Regions from separate parts of the Sus scrofa genome. Here regions 2 and 3 are each linked to region 1. A link is a contact called in public Hi-C and HiChIP or PLAC-seq data. All regions are on one chromosome and are shown on one strand. Each heading gives the region's core, a stretch centred on a gene start, on an enhancer-like site or on the middle of the called end of the contact. The rest is flanking DNA. Distances are from core to core; before and after follow the strand shown. Region 1 overlaps NFIB (nuclear factor 1 B-type). Region 2 has its middle 490 kb from the start of MPDZ. Region 3 has its middle 470 kb from the start of MPDZ.

What was found. Hi-C and Micro-C count contacts between places; a contact is called where the count stands out from the background. HiChIP or PLAC-seq counts read pairs in DNA pulled down with a chosen protein or histone mark.
Region 2: a Hi-C map of fetal skeletal muscle shows a contact between it and region 1, with 2.5 times the contacts expected there. The contact joins two enhancer-like sites. A contact is called at or near these places in 2 of 47 Hi-C or Micro-C datasets (fetal skeletal muscle and heart right ventricle) and 1 of 2 datasets of contacts at active chromatin or transcription factors (skeletal muscle).
Region 3: a contact with region 1 is called in an H3K27ac HiChIP or PLAC-seq map of skeletal muscle, with 2.7 times the contacts expected there. The contact joins two enhancer-like sites.

What each region holds. Positions count from the first base shown.
Region 1 is chr1:208,294,373-208,298,981 of Sscrofa11.1, reverse strand. All of the region lies in intron 2 of NFIB (nuclear factor 1 B-type), which reads right to left. Among named protein-coding and RNA genes, the nearest start is that of NFIB, 110 kb to the right of the region's middle. Within about 2 kb of position 1,996, at least 35 of the 83 cell types and tissues checked have an H3K27ac peak or open chromatin away from gene starts, as enhancers often do. A contact at or near this core is called in fetal skeletal muscle and skeletal muscle, where this site is marked.
Region 2 is chr1:208,685,079-208,689,160 of Sscrofa11.1, reverse strand. No RefSeq gene overlaps it. Among named protein-coding and RNA genes, the nearest start is that of MPDZ, 490 kb to the left of the region's middle. Within about 2 kb of position 2,055, at least 2 of the 83 cell types and tissues checked have an H3K27ac peak or open chromatin away from gene starts, as enhancers often do. A contact at or near this core is called in fetal skeletal muscle, where this site is marked.
Region 3 is chr1:208,707,157-208,711,600 of Sscrofa11.1, reverse strand. No RefSeq gene overlaps it. Among named protein-coding and RNA genes, the nearest start is that of MPDZ, 470 kb to the left of the region's middle. Within about 2 kb of position 2,275, at least 3 of the 83 cell types and tissues checked have an H3K27ac peak or open chromatin away from gene starts, as enhancers often do. A contact at or near this core is called in skeletal muscle, where this site is marked.

The DNA of each region.
Region 1 (4,609 bases), core at 747-3,246:
TGTTTTGCTTTTTAGGGCTTCACCCGTGCCATATGTAAGTTCCCAGGCTAAGAGGTGAATCGGAGCCACAGTTACCAGCCTACGCCACAGTCATAGCAATGCCAAATTGGAGCCGCATCTGTGATCTACAACCACAGCTCCCAGCAACACCTGATCCTACCCACTGAGTGAGGCCAAGGATTGCACCTGCATCCTCGTGGATCCTAGTCGTGTTCATTAACTGCTGAGCCACAAAGGAGACTCCCAATAAAAAGAATTTTTTTAAAAAAACTACCACCAACACAAGATTGAGCACCAAAAGATTCCATGATGCATCATCCTTGGAGCTCAGTCTACAGCAGAGGACAAAACATTTTTTGTCCTTCTCTTCATGCAGCATACAATTTAATCTGTGTTGTGCTTTTATCACTTGCTAACAGGTAAAATAAGCTGCTTAAATTTTACAAATAAACAGTATCCTCAGGTATTATATTTTGAAAATAGAACTGACATGATACACACACACACACACACACACACACACACACACGGATTTAGCTGTGAGACAAACATTTTTTGTTTGATTTTTGTTTTTAAAGAGTAAAACATCTGAGAGAATAAAAGCCATTGCAAATGCCTTGTTTAGCTGTGATGAGCAGAATGCATAAAGGTAATATGATGGCAAAAGAGCTATTGGAGGATAAAAATAACAAGACTATAAAATAATAAGAGTACAACTTCAAAATTCTCTGACCACTATCATCTCTCAGGATGGCTGAAAGGGATCTGGTGATGAGCTTTGGGAGCTGAACAGAAGAATACAACTTCAAATTGAAAATTACTTTATGGTCACACCCCACAGATTGAATGGTGTTGGAGCCAGACTAAACGAGGCACTCAAATGGAGTCCTGAGGGGAAAATATAAGAATGGTTTGCTATTATGAAAATCCACCATTAAGTGGAGAAAAAAAAAAAAAAGATAATTTTTAAAAACCATAAAAACCAGAATCAAGGCAAAGTTTCTAAATGGTAAGACATGAAAATATGAGCTGAATGCCTTCTTTGTCTTTAAAAAATGAAATATCCATACGTTTGGCATGTATATGGTATTCTCTAATTTATCTGAGAAATGTGTAAACACATCTATGCAAAGAGCTATCATGAAATGTGATGTCATATTCCTTATGAAAAAAAAAATTCCCTTTCTCAATGTCAATTAAAACCAAATTTAGCTTTAAAACTCTATGACCTCTACCATTTTTTTTTCTAGGTTAGCTGAAAAGGATCTATTGACTAGCTTTGTGAGCTGAAGAGTTGAATGCTACTTTAGATAGAAAATTATTTCTTTCACTCTATAAGAATAATTATCACGGCGATTACACAATTATTATAATTATATCTGTAAGAACTGTTATTGGGAATTTATCTCTGAAACAGTCTCATGCATTGCAGGGGACATTTATCTTTTTTAATGATCACCAACACAAGTGTCTTTTTGTAGCTATATAAGTGATTCTACCTCTTTCTATTAATATCCTCTCGCAGGCTGAAGAAGCCAAAGGAGACAGCCCCCACAGTTTTCTCCCCTTAAAGCAACTGTTTCCGTCAAGCCGGGCCTGTAGCGGTTTCTGAGACAGAAAGCTTACACTTCCCCTTCATGGCAGCACAACCTTCACCATGTGCTTTCCTATATGCATGGAAACCCCCCAACAAAGCCCCTCCAATCTGTGTTTCATAAACTGTACTCTACGAGAAGTAGCAATAAAGTTTATTACAGACCTAAAGTATCTGCCTAAACCCGGTTAATTGAAAAGTGGGTGGAGAAGGCTGCCAAATTAAATGTTTACATTAGCACAGCTGTATTGTAAAAACATTCTGCCCCCTGTGCTTTGTAATTATAAGATATTTCTGGACTGTGTATCTCTACAAAGTTTATCTCCACTGCCAAGAGTGTCTTGGCACGGAGCGGCTGCAGTTTTTGGCAGCCAGGAGCTCGCAGCGCGGGCAGGATCTAAAATGGCTGCCAAGCGGCCTCGTGAAATGTCGCCGGGCCGGCCCGCCTCGCCTCGCCTCGCCTCGCGCGGAGGCCGGAGGGCGGCGGCCGCCGGGCCTCGGAGCAAGCGCGGAAGCACGTTTCCCACTGCAAGGGGCTCGGTACGACACCCTGCTTCACAAAGCGGCCTGAGACGCGAACGCCAGAGCACCCCGGGGACCCTCCCCGTCGCAAAGGGGCGCCCAGGGGTCTCCCCTGCATTTCACTGAGGCCTAGGCCCAGAGGGCCCTCTCCTCGTGAGAGAAACCCGATCAACTTTGTGGGAAGAAGTAAAATAAGAACGCCCCACTCCGGGGACATGTACTCCAGCAAAAGCATGAGCCAAGCCCACATTTTCCTATTTGCAAGGGCATGATTTTGACCCGGACTTAAAGTCTTTCGCAAAGCATGGGTGTATGCAAAATGAAAACCTCCCAAATAGTTCACGGGCTTCCTTTTCTTTCCTTAAGAGGCTGTGCTTCTCTTACATCATCAGAGTAACACATTTTAAGGAAGGAAAAAAAAAAAAAAAAAGATTTAGACCCTTCTATGGCAAACATCCAGAGCACAAAACCCACTTAATTGTAAAAATCGAGACCAAATCCATGGTGTATGCAAGTTCCAAGGATTGACCAAAAGGAGGGAGGGCAGGGGAGGGAGGGGCTGACTGGAACTCTTAACTGTCCAGGCTGCTCGGAGTAGGAAGGCAAAAAGCCCTTAAATTATAAACTAAAATGCTTCAGAAGGACACCTAGATCTCACAGGATGTGTACTGTCTCTGTCCTGTCTTTTCTCTATTAAAGTCCCAGCTAAAATGCTGTGTCCACAGCTGCCAAATACTACATAATGAGGTCACTGGATTTTTTCTTTTAGGGTGTTCCACAATTGTAAGCTTAGGTTGAGAGACACGGCAGGCCTGGTGTACTATACTTCAATCATTACTAAGCTTCATCTGAATCCAACATTGTCTCTGACCAGAGAAAATTCAGAAGTGAAAGATGAATTCCATAATGCTGACCTGGACCTGTGGCACTCATTACACTCATACTGCTTATTCACTAAATGCCCAGTCTTTCGAGCTTTAATTGTATGTCCACACACAGCACAGCCACACCAATGATTTCCACTTTATTTCTTAAAATCTTCAACATTATAGAATGTCTAATGTCTCTGTAATGGTATATTTTGAATACTGTCTATTCACTAGCACTCACTTGAAATACATACACACACATACCTCTTGGACCTTTGTAAGACAGAACATTTTTTAACCACTGTTAAAAAATTCTGAACAAAAGACATTTAGGGATTTTCAACCCTTGCTTAATTAGTTATCAGGAGGATCAAAGTCCCATAGTTGGAGAACAGCAGGCCACTCTTAACAGACTGGTGAAAAAAGTTGGTATGTTCAGAAAGTATCTCCAGTTTCCTGTAACATATATTTGCTTTTTTTAGGGCCATACCTACAGCATATGGAAGTTCCCAAGCTAAGGGTTGAGTGGAGCAGTAGTCACTGGCCTACGCCACAGCCACAGCCACAGCCACAGCAATGGAAGAATCAGAGGACCAGCACCCCACCCTCCCCATGCCCTCCCCTGTCTGTGACCTACACCACAACTCATAGCATCCCTGGATCCTTAACCCACTGAGTGAGACCAGGAATCGAACTCGTATCCTCATGGATACTAGTCAAGTTCATAACCACTGAGCCACCATGGGAACCCCCTTACTATTATTTTTAAAACTTGAGGTTTGGTTTTTTTGTTGTTTTTTTTTTAACTTTCCTGAGAGTCTATAGTTTGACACTGCCAACTTATTAACTTTCCCTCCTTGAGAGTTCCTAAGTCCTAGAATGACAAACTGTTCAACAAGCAGAGGAATTTAATAAATGTTGATTGATCACTACTCCATGCAGTGACTTTGCTATTATACATAGAAATATGGGATTAAGACAACATATTTGACACAAAAAAAAAGCTAAAAAAAGAGTTTCCAATTTCATTTGTTTCTTTGTTCTTATGTGGGTCATTTTGTGTATAGATTGCCAAGTGGGTATATTCTGTAACCCCAACTAAGATACAAGTTTCTGAAAATCATATACTCTAAGTCTTGCTGAGTATACACAACAGTAAAATACATATAAAATCAATCTCCACCCTGGAAAGGATCCTAGTGAGGACCGATGTAATTAGTTAAGGAAAGCACTAGTGCCTCTTACCTTTGTATGTGTTTAATATGTTCCTATATCTCCTCTTTCTTCAGCAAATATCTTGTGGATAAAGAGCAATAAAGTAACAGTAAGGCTAACAGTGGATGGGCATTTGTTCACATGTCCAAGGGTGCCCTCAATATGACATGTGCATTTCTCATTCTTGAAACAAACACTGAGGGACAGGTATTACTGTTATCCCCATTTTCAGATGAGAAAACTGGCCCAGGACTATTCCACTAACAAGTACAACAGCCAGAAATTAAACTCAAACAAATCTGACTCCAGAGTCCATATAAATTTGCTGTTTTCTTAAATCAGAAGGGTCACCATTAGACAAAAAAGAAAGAGACCAGGTAGATGCTATTCCTCTACGATTACAAGGTTC
Region 2 (4,082 bases), core at 806-3,305, 390 kb before region 1:
TAAATGGTATATATGAAGTATTTAGCAAGGTAAGACATTGTAGTTGTTATAAATATCTCAGATCTCCAACAAAGTAACACGAACAATGGTTCCTTACATTCTTTTTCTATGGGCTTATGCAGAAAGGAAAAGTAGCCCATGACAAATATTTCCTATGAACTTTGGTAAATTTGAGCAAATGGCTCTTGCTCTATGAACAAACAAGGATTGTAGGAACCTGTCAAAGTGCGTTGGAAAGAAGGTGAGTCCAGCCCATCACACTTTCCAATAAATTAATCCACTGGTAAGTTAAGGGTAGAGGGCAGGCTAGTGGGGAGACCACATTGCTAGGTTTAGGTTTCACCCTCAAGAAGAGGTCAAGGAGTACAGTTATCCAGAGTGTTATAGTATCAGTCCTTGGAGGAAGAGGTGTCCTATGGAGGGAACAAAGGAATAAAAATGCTGATATTAGAAGTCCAGAGTATTTCAGAAGAAGGGGACTGTTTTTCTGATCTGTCTGAGAATGAGAAGACCATTTCCAGCTTCACCATCTCTAAGGGGTATTCTCATTCTTAGACGGATGAGAAAAACAGTCCCCTTCTTCTGGAATACTCTTTCAGAGAGTAATAAATTTGATTATCTACCTAGTAGTCATTCACACTTTAGAATGAATTCTTTCATTCAAATAGTGTTCTCCAAATAGTACATTGAAAGAAAAGAATTTTGATAGCAGACACAGAAGGAGGTGAGTACTTTTTCAATCCAAATACCTTTTAGGTTTTACTGCTCACTCTCTGTCCAAGAAGGGAATCATGGTGGGGGGAATAGGATTTCCAGCTGCTAGGGGTGGATGAATGCAGCCAATGGATTTATCCCTGGTGAACATGGAAATTGAAGTCACACCGAGAAGGCAGCTATTGCTGAGGAGATGGCCAAGAAGAAGTGAAATCAAAGGCATGGCCAATATGGGTGGGTGAATCAAAGGCAGAGAACAAGTAAGCTAGAATACAGGATAGGATGAAGGAAAGGGTATAAAAAGGCTCAGAATTTGGGATATGTTTGCCAAGGATGAATGAGTTAATCCAACAATTGGCTTTTAATTGTATGCTAAACTTGGGTCTCTCTATGACCATAGGTCTTTCCATGACATCAGTGTCATGGATGATGACTGGCCATCTGGGTCACTATTCTGTATAGAGCAGTTTCACAGAGGTCTGTGCGACTGTTAAAAAAGGACACTAATCAGGTAGGAAAGGGGTAAGTGGGAAGTAGGACATTGAAAAGCTAGGATGGGGACATGAAAATGATAGAAACCAACAATGGACTGAATCTTATTAAAATAACCTTGGTGAACCTTTGCATTAAAGACCATGACCTTGGGCCCTGGGACTGCATTTGGTGTTTAAATAACAAGGCTGGACCTTGCTGCAGCCTTACCTCATGGCTTCCAAACATTACATCTTTCCAAATTGTTTGGGAATGCATAGCCCCACTGGCCTCCTTTGGCCTAAATAGGTCATCGGGAGAGGAAGACAATGTTGAGTGTAATGTGAACTAGGATTTTGGACTAAATGAGCTTTCTGGCTTCTCAATGATAGTGGAAACATTCACAGACAAGGAGAGGCTGTGAGGGCGTATGATAGTTTAGCTGGCCCCTGCCAACTTTCAGTTCTTCCTGCGGGGCAGAGATCTTGAAAGTTACCACAAGGGTGTTTGTCTCTAAGTACATGAGTAAACATATGCATGCATGACCCACTGTGTACTCTCACATGTATGATCTCATGCTGGTTCTCACAAAGAAACTCCACCAACTTTGCCAAAGCCCTTTGATTGAAGTCCTTCCCAAAGAGGGAGGAGAGCCAGCTACCCCCTACCATTCCACACAGGCATCAGAGCAAGGTCCACACTCTGGGGAGTGGCCGATGGTGCTCTCCAGACCACAGCAGCTGCAGCTTCTGAAGCCCAGCTCCATCATCTCATTTTCCTCGCATCAGCAGCACACAGCTGCCTTCAGTCAGCCCATTGGGAAGGGAGTGGAGCTTCCCGCCTTCTTCTTGAAGTGGCATCAGCTGTGCCCCTTCTCCTCTGGCTCCACCCACATTCCACAGCTACATTCAGTAGCTGCTCACTCAGCCACCTCTAAGTCTAACCCGTTCTTGGCAGAGTGTTCTGGCCAAGTTTCTGACCACAGCTGTTCCACCTAGAGTGCAGCCGGTAGGTCAGAGAATGACCTAAAACAGCTGCCTGGATCAGGATAGGCTGGAAGAAAAAGGGAAGTGTGTATGATCCCAAGATTTGATGAAGATGTGTGCATTTGCAAATGTAGAGAGAACCTCTTTCTGCAGGTAAAAATGGGTTAGCCATATGTGGTCATGTGAGGGCAAGTCTGTGCATATCTGCTGGGGGAGAGTGTGGTGTGGGAGGTGGCTAAAAGTATATGTAGTCTGTATTTATAGACTGGCTAATGTATGTACGTTACTTGATCTAGCTCTTAAAAAGTTGGCAAGCCAAATTAAATTTAGGTGTGTCAAGATGATCTTGCTAATATATTTAGAGCACCATATATCTGCATCAGTCTCATTGTTTATAGCATTTGGGCATGTGAAGTGAGCTGTTTAAAGAACATCTAAGGCTGTATTCATATAAATCTGGGGTTTTTACTTTAGCCAACATCTTTAAGTGTTGCTCAGAGCTCCCTGAGCCCTCTTTGAAGCCCTCTGCCTAAGACTGCCCTTGAAGATGAAGTTTATCCAGAAGCTCTGCTTTGTCAGAGCCCAGATGCTTACATGTGTGATGGCACCAGCCACATGGCTGTACAATGCAGGATGTGCAAGCTGCCAATTGACATCCATATGGACTTCATTCCCCTACCAGGATTTGGCCCTGATCACTTCATTTTCTCCTCTTTTACCACTGCACAACTGAAAATGGTGCCCTCCCCTCAGCCCCACCAGCCTAATATGTGTCCTGGCATCTGGCAGGGTGCTAATTTCTGGGCTAATCTAAGGGGGGCACCACACTTGATCTTCTTTCAGACTTCATGTCCTCACTTGTTGATTGTGTTTTAGATCCAGCAAACATGGTTTTAGTTTGTCCTCCAGATACTGACAAGCAGAGAGTGCTCCATTGGGCAGACAGTTGTAATTTGTGAGTTGGATTTGCTGTTATGAGTTTTGTGGTTTGCTTTGGGGTCTATGTTCCCCAACTATTGCAGTGTGTGTTCCTTTTACTAAACACAAAAATAAATAAATCACAATAACCCTTCCTCTTGTCCTCCTTAATGGATACCAAATGAAGCAGTATTAATGTCATTTAAGGTGGAATCAAACTATGGGAGGAGCCTTAGCTATCATTTCAGTCTAACTGAACTGTTGAACATTTGCCATGTTCAAGGGACCTTGTCAGGCTTGTGGTGATAATGTGATGAATAAGTTATATATCCACTTCACAGTTTCTTACAATCTTTCATTTTAATAATGCCAAACCAAATAAGTAAAGCATAATGCAAGTGGTATAGAAGAGATTAATTTCTATTAAAGAAAGAGATAGGACATTATGGAGATGACAGGTGAAAAAGACCTTAAGAAACCAGTCTAAGGAGATTTCTTCCTGGCCTTGAGGAGTCACTGAAGTTAGAAATATTAGGAAGGATGTAGGAAAGAGAAAAGAAATTATATCATGGGTACCAGTTAAGACGTTAGTACCGCGAAGTTACAATATGAACCAAGACCCCTTCCTACTGGAGTTAGCAACTGGAGACAACCTACAGCTGAAAAATAATGATGCTAGACATCCCTGACTTAGAGGACTTTCTCACAAGGAGGACTTTCAGTAAAGCAACTCTCATGACATTGGTAGAGGGAGGAAAAGGAATCACCTTTCAGGGAGATTCAAGTATGTGAATCAGCATTTACCCTCTTTATCTTCCATTCATGTGGAGTGGTGGGAGTGCAGTTTGGTTTCTTTCTTTCTTCCCAACCAGATGAGCCCTAGAGAATCATGACAGTTGAAAGCATTATTGGGAAGGGAAGAATGTTATGAACTTTTGCTGCATCTGGTTGCCACCAGAACACCTGGAATGTTGGATGCTAGGACAGAGTAAG
Region 3 (4,444 bases), core at 1,026-3,525, 410 kb before region 1:
TCTATTCCTCATGGCCCCTGGTGAACCAAGAGTTTTCTGTAACAGGAGAAAAGTTCCTACACTTTTACTGGACTATGAAGAGACCTCTACTTGGGTATTTCTTTCAGGTGTTTCACAATTTGAGTACACCGAGCTGTTGACATCCTACCCCCACCTCAGCAGGAATGTCATCTCTTGAACTGAGTCCACCGGGGCTTCAGGCTCAAGTTTCACCTGGCAAGATGGCCTATCATGCTCCTCCAGGCACTTGGCTGGGTTTCTGGGGGAGTCTTTTTTTCTCTCAAGCACTTGCTGTTTATTTTTATAATAAATCTTTTCAGCTCCTCACTTTCCTCTTTGCTGAAGATGTTTCAAATGTTTTGTCTTTTCATCTTTGAATTTCATATACATTTGTGGGTGCAATATATGCTTGGGCAGGGTAGTTGGGAAGGGGATGAGTACCACTCAATTCTATTCAGCAGAAAAACAAACAAGCAGAAAAACTAAACCTCAGCTCTGGCTCAGCTTAGGACCCAAAGTACCTCAGAATGTATTTGTGATGAGAGGTCCAGTATGCCTGGAATTGGTAAGCAAGGGAAGGCATTAAAAAAGTTGTTACCAATGACCTCATCTTTTATAGCACACTTTCCTTCCATAGAAGAGGTATGTAAGATTAGGGCAGGGAAGACAAGCAGAAATACTGAGAGCCAATCTCTCTAAATTGTTACTGGAAAAAGTTGGTTTTTTTTTTCTTTTTGTCTTTTTAGGGCCACATATGCAGCATTTGGAAGTTCCCAGGATAGGGTTCCAATCAGAAGTGTAGCTGCCAGCCTACAGTAGAGCCATAGCAATGTGGGATCAGAGCTGTGCCTGCAACCCACAGCACTGCTCATGGCCATGCCAGGTCCTTAATCCATTGAGAGAAGCCAGGGATCGAACCTGCATCCTCATGGATACTAGTTGGGTTCATTACTATTGAGCCATAGTGGAAACTCCCTGGAAAAGTTCTTCTGAAGATAATAGATTAAATTTACTTAAGTCCCATGCCATTCTTTTGACAGCCTATCTTACTCCTTGGTTGAAGATGTGTTGGTTGACATAGGAGCACTATTTCAGAGTTCATACTCAAGGGGGGGTTTATATTCATTGGTCAGTTTTTCAAGCATTATCTCTCTTCATTAATACCATATACATTTTAGATTGCCTACTATGTGCAAAGTTCTAAGCTAGACACTCATTACATTATTGCATTAACCTTGGTCTATCTTGAGTTGCAGTCATCTGTTAGTATGTTACTCTCCTAGATGTCTGGGCTTTCTGAAGGCAGGTACTGCATTTTACTCATAGGTACCTAAATATTTGATTCAAATCATAGCTCAATCATTCACTGTGTTGGTTTTGGTGCATTATGTATTGTCTTAAGAAACCTTAGTTATGTGAAACTAATAGAGGGCTATTTACTGTAGAAATCCAGAGTGAGGATTTAATGTCTGTAGAAAAACAAAGTCAGTACTCCGTAACTGTTTTTAGGTCCAAGCATATTAATCAAGGCTTTTGAAGGACAGAAGAAGGATAATAAATATTATTTGAATGGAATTATACAATAAAATGCAAGGAATCTGGTAATAACCACACGGAAATATACATAAAGCCTGGAAAGTGTTTTTAAAGGTACACATCAGCTCCCAATCAACTTCCTCATAATTGCAACTAACACCCTGCTTGTTTCTCAAAGACAAGGATGTACTGAGACCCTCAACTTTTGTATTTGCTAATCTGTACATTGTAAGTACTTAGCACAGAACTGACTCATTGTCTGCATGGGGCAGCACAAGCCAGCATGGGGCCCTGGCTGACTTTAATTTGGAATCCTGAGTGAGCCCCACAGCAGGACACCTGAGCTCCCATCAACTGCCCTTGTCAATCATTTTGCCTTTCCCTCCAGTTCTATTTCAGATAAGACCCCCAAGGAACAACAGGAAATCATGCCATCCTCAGAGGCTGGGCAAGTTCAGCCTCATCCGAAACCCAAGTTGGCCTAACAGCTTCTTGTTTTAAAAATAATTTTTAGGGCTTTGATAGCGTATCTCTCAAGATGCATTTTACCAGGGGATGGCTGTGTATGAACAATTAGCTTACCACAGAAGGGCCTTATTTTTTTAACACAGTAGATTTAATTTATCCTGCAACCAGGAAAATCCAGAAAAGAGAAAGTATTAAAGCAACAGAGAAAATTGGAGCACTGACAATGTACAGAGTCAGCATTTCTTTGGTTGAGCTCAGGCTGTGACAGTCATCTGTCCAGCCCTCTTGTTCATGACCTTTCAAGACTCTTCTGAGTGTCATGACTTTTCGCAACACACACGTCAATAACTATCAAAGTAATGAACTGAAAAGGGAACATGGCCAGGTAGGCAAGTGACATTGAGTGCAAAATGGCCCATTTTACTCAGTGACTTCCTTTCACAAGGTCACTGAAGCCCACACTGTTTGCTTTTCTCTGTTTTTCCTATACCTCAGGTCCTTCTTTTATTTGTCCATTTTCCTTACATGTCACCTTTTTACCTAATAACAAAAACCCACCACCTTAAACACTCCAAATCTTCCAGGCACTTTGTACATGCTTTAGGTAGATCATTCTACTTCCCTCACATATCAGCCCTCTGAACTGGGCATCATTATTCCCATTTTGTGGATGTGGTAACTGAGACAGATGGAGGTAAATGATTTGGTCAGTTATACAGCAAAGGAGTGGCATAAAGATTTCACGGCCTGGAAGTTCCTATTGTGGCTCAGCGGAAATGAACCCGACTAGTATCCATGAGAATGTGGGTTCAATCCCTGGCCTCACTCAGTGGGTTAAGGATCTGGTATTGCCACAAGCTGTGGCATTGTTTGTGGATGTGGCTCAGATCTGGTGGTGTTGTGGCTGTGGTGTAGGCCGGCAACTACAACTCTGATTTGACTCCTAGCCTGGGAAATTTCACATGCTGCAGGTGTAGCCCTAAAAGGGGGGTTGGGGGGGAGAGAGAGATTTCGCAGTCTGATCTGACTCCAGAAATGATACATTCCTCATCAGTACTCTCTATGTAGTTCCCCACTTCTGCACTTTTCTCTTTGAATATTTAGAAGCTAAAAATGGTATTCTTAAATGCTTGTATCAGAGAATATGACTGTCTACATTTTAATTTTTCTTAGAAATTTTGTAATGTGAGAGGGAGGCAAATGCTAGACTCCAGTTTCCTGAAGAAACATTCTCTCCTCCTTTTCCACAAAATAAATCTCATACAAAGGCACCAAACCCAAAATATACAGAATATTAAGCCTTTAGAATTTCAGCATGCAGGGGGACACACGGAGACCAGGAATTGCTCTGTAATCCCAGCTCCTAGTGAGCAACAACATTCGAAAAGAACTTCCCCACAGACAGAAGAATCCTCATTTTATCTCTGGATGAGTCCAGGCACAGGAGAGTTGAATAATGCTGAGCCCTTCTAGAATTCTTTTTCCTAAATTTAATTTTATGACCTCAGTCTGATGGGCAAAATATGTCTTCAGGGCTACCAAGTAGGGGCACCTTCACAGGGACAATGATGTGAACAGCATCTTCCAGAACTGTTTACCAGGTGACCTTGTCCATAGAAGAGTTCTATCAATGGCACCAACAATTTACCAGAAAGATGTTATAGGCCTGTTGCCTTCTCCTTCAACTCTGTGCCTGTGACAAAAGAATTAAAACAAAACAAAACACTGAGACTTCAATGCCTGGAGTGACATGCTTTTCTGATTAATTGGTATACTTCCAACTCATAGTGGAACATTTCTATGATAATTTTGCATAGTTTTCCAGGATTTCAGAGTAAGATCTAGCTCCACCCTTAATAATTTCAGGAATTTATGGTATACATTTTTATATTATTCCCTTTCATCATTCTTTTATACTAATAACTTTGTCTTCATATTTTTAAAAAAGTTATAGGATTGTATACAGTTTAGCCTGCTGAAATCCATATATATTCATATATATTACATTCAATTTTTTTATCTTAAAAGCAGTATATGCTGATATTGAAGAATCCCTGCATCCCTGGGATAAATGCTACTTGATCATGGTGTATGTAGTGTATAAAATATGGCACAAATCATCTATCTACAAAACAGAAACTGATTATGGACATGAAGGGTATATTTGTGTTTGCCATGGGGGAGGTGGAGGGGAGAGAGGAAGGGAGTTTGGGGTTGGTAGATGCAGACTCTTACATTTAGAACGGGTTGGTTGATGGGGTCCTGCTGTAGAACACAGGGAACTGTGTCCCATTTCTTGGGTTAGAACATGATGGAAAATGAAAAAAAAAATGTGTGTATATGGGTGGCTGGGTCACTCTGCTTTACAGCATAAATTGAAGGAACATTGTAAATTAACTGTACTTTAATAAAAAATTTTAAAAGCATTATATGCTAAGAA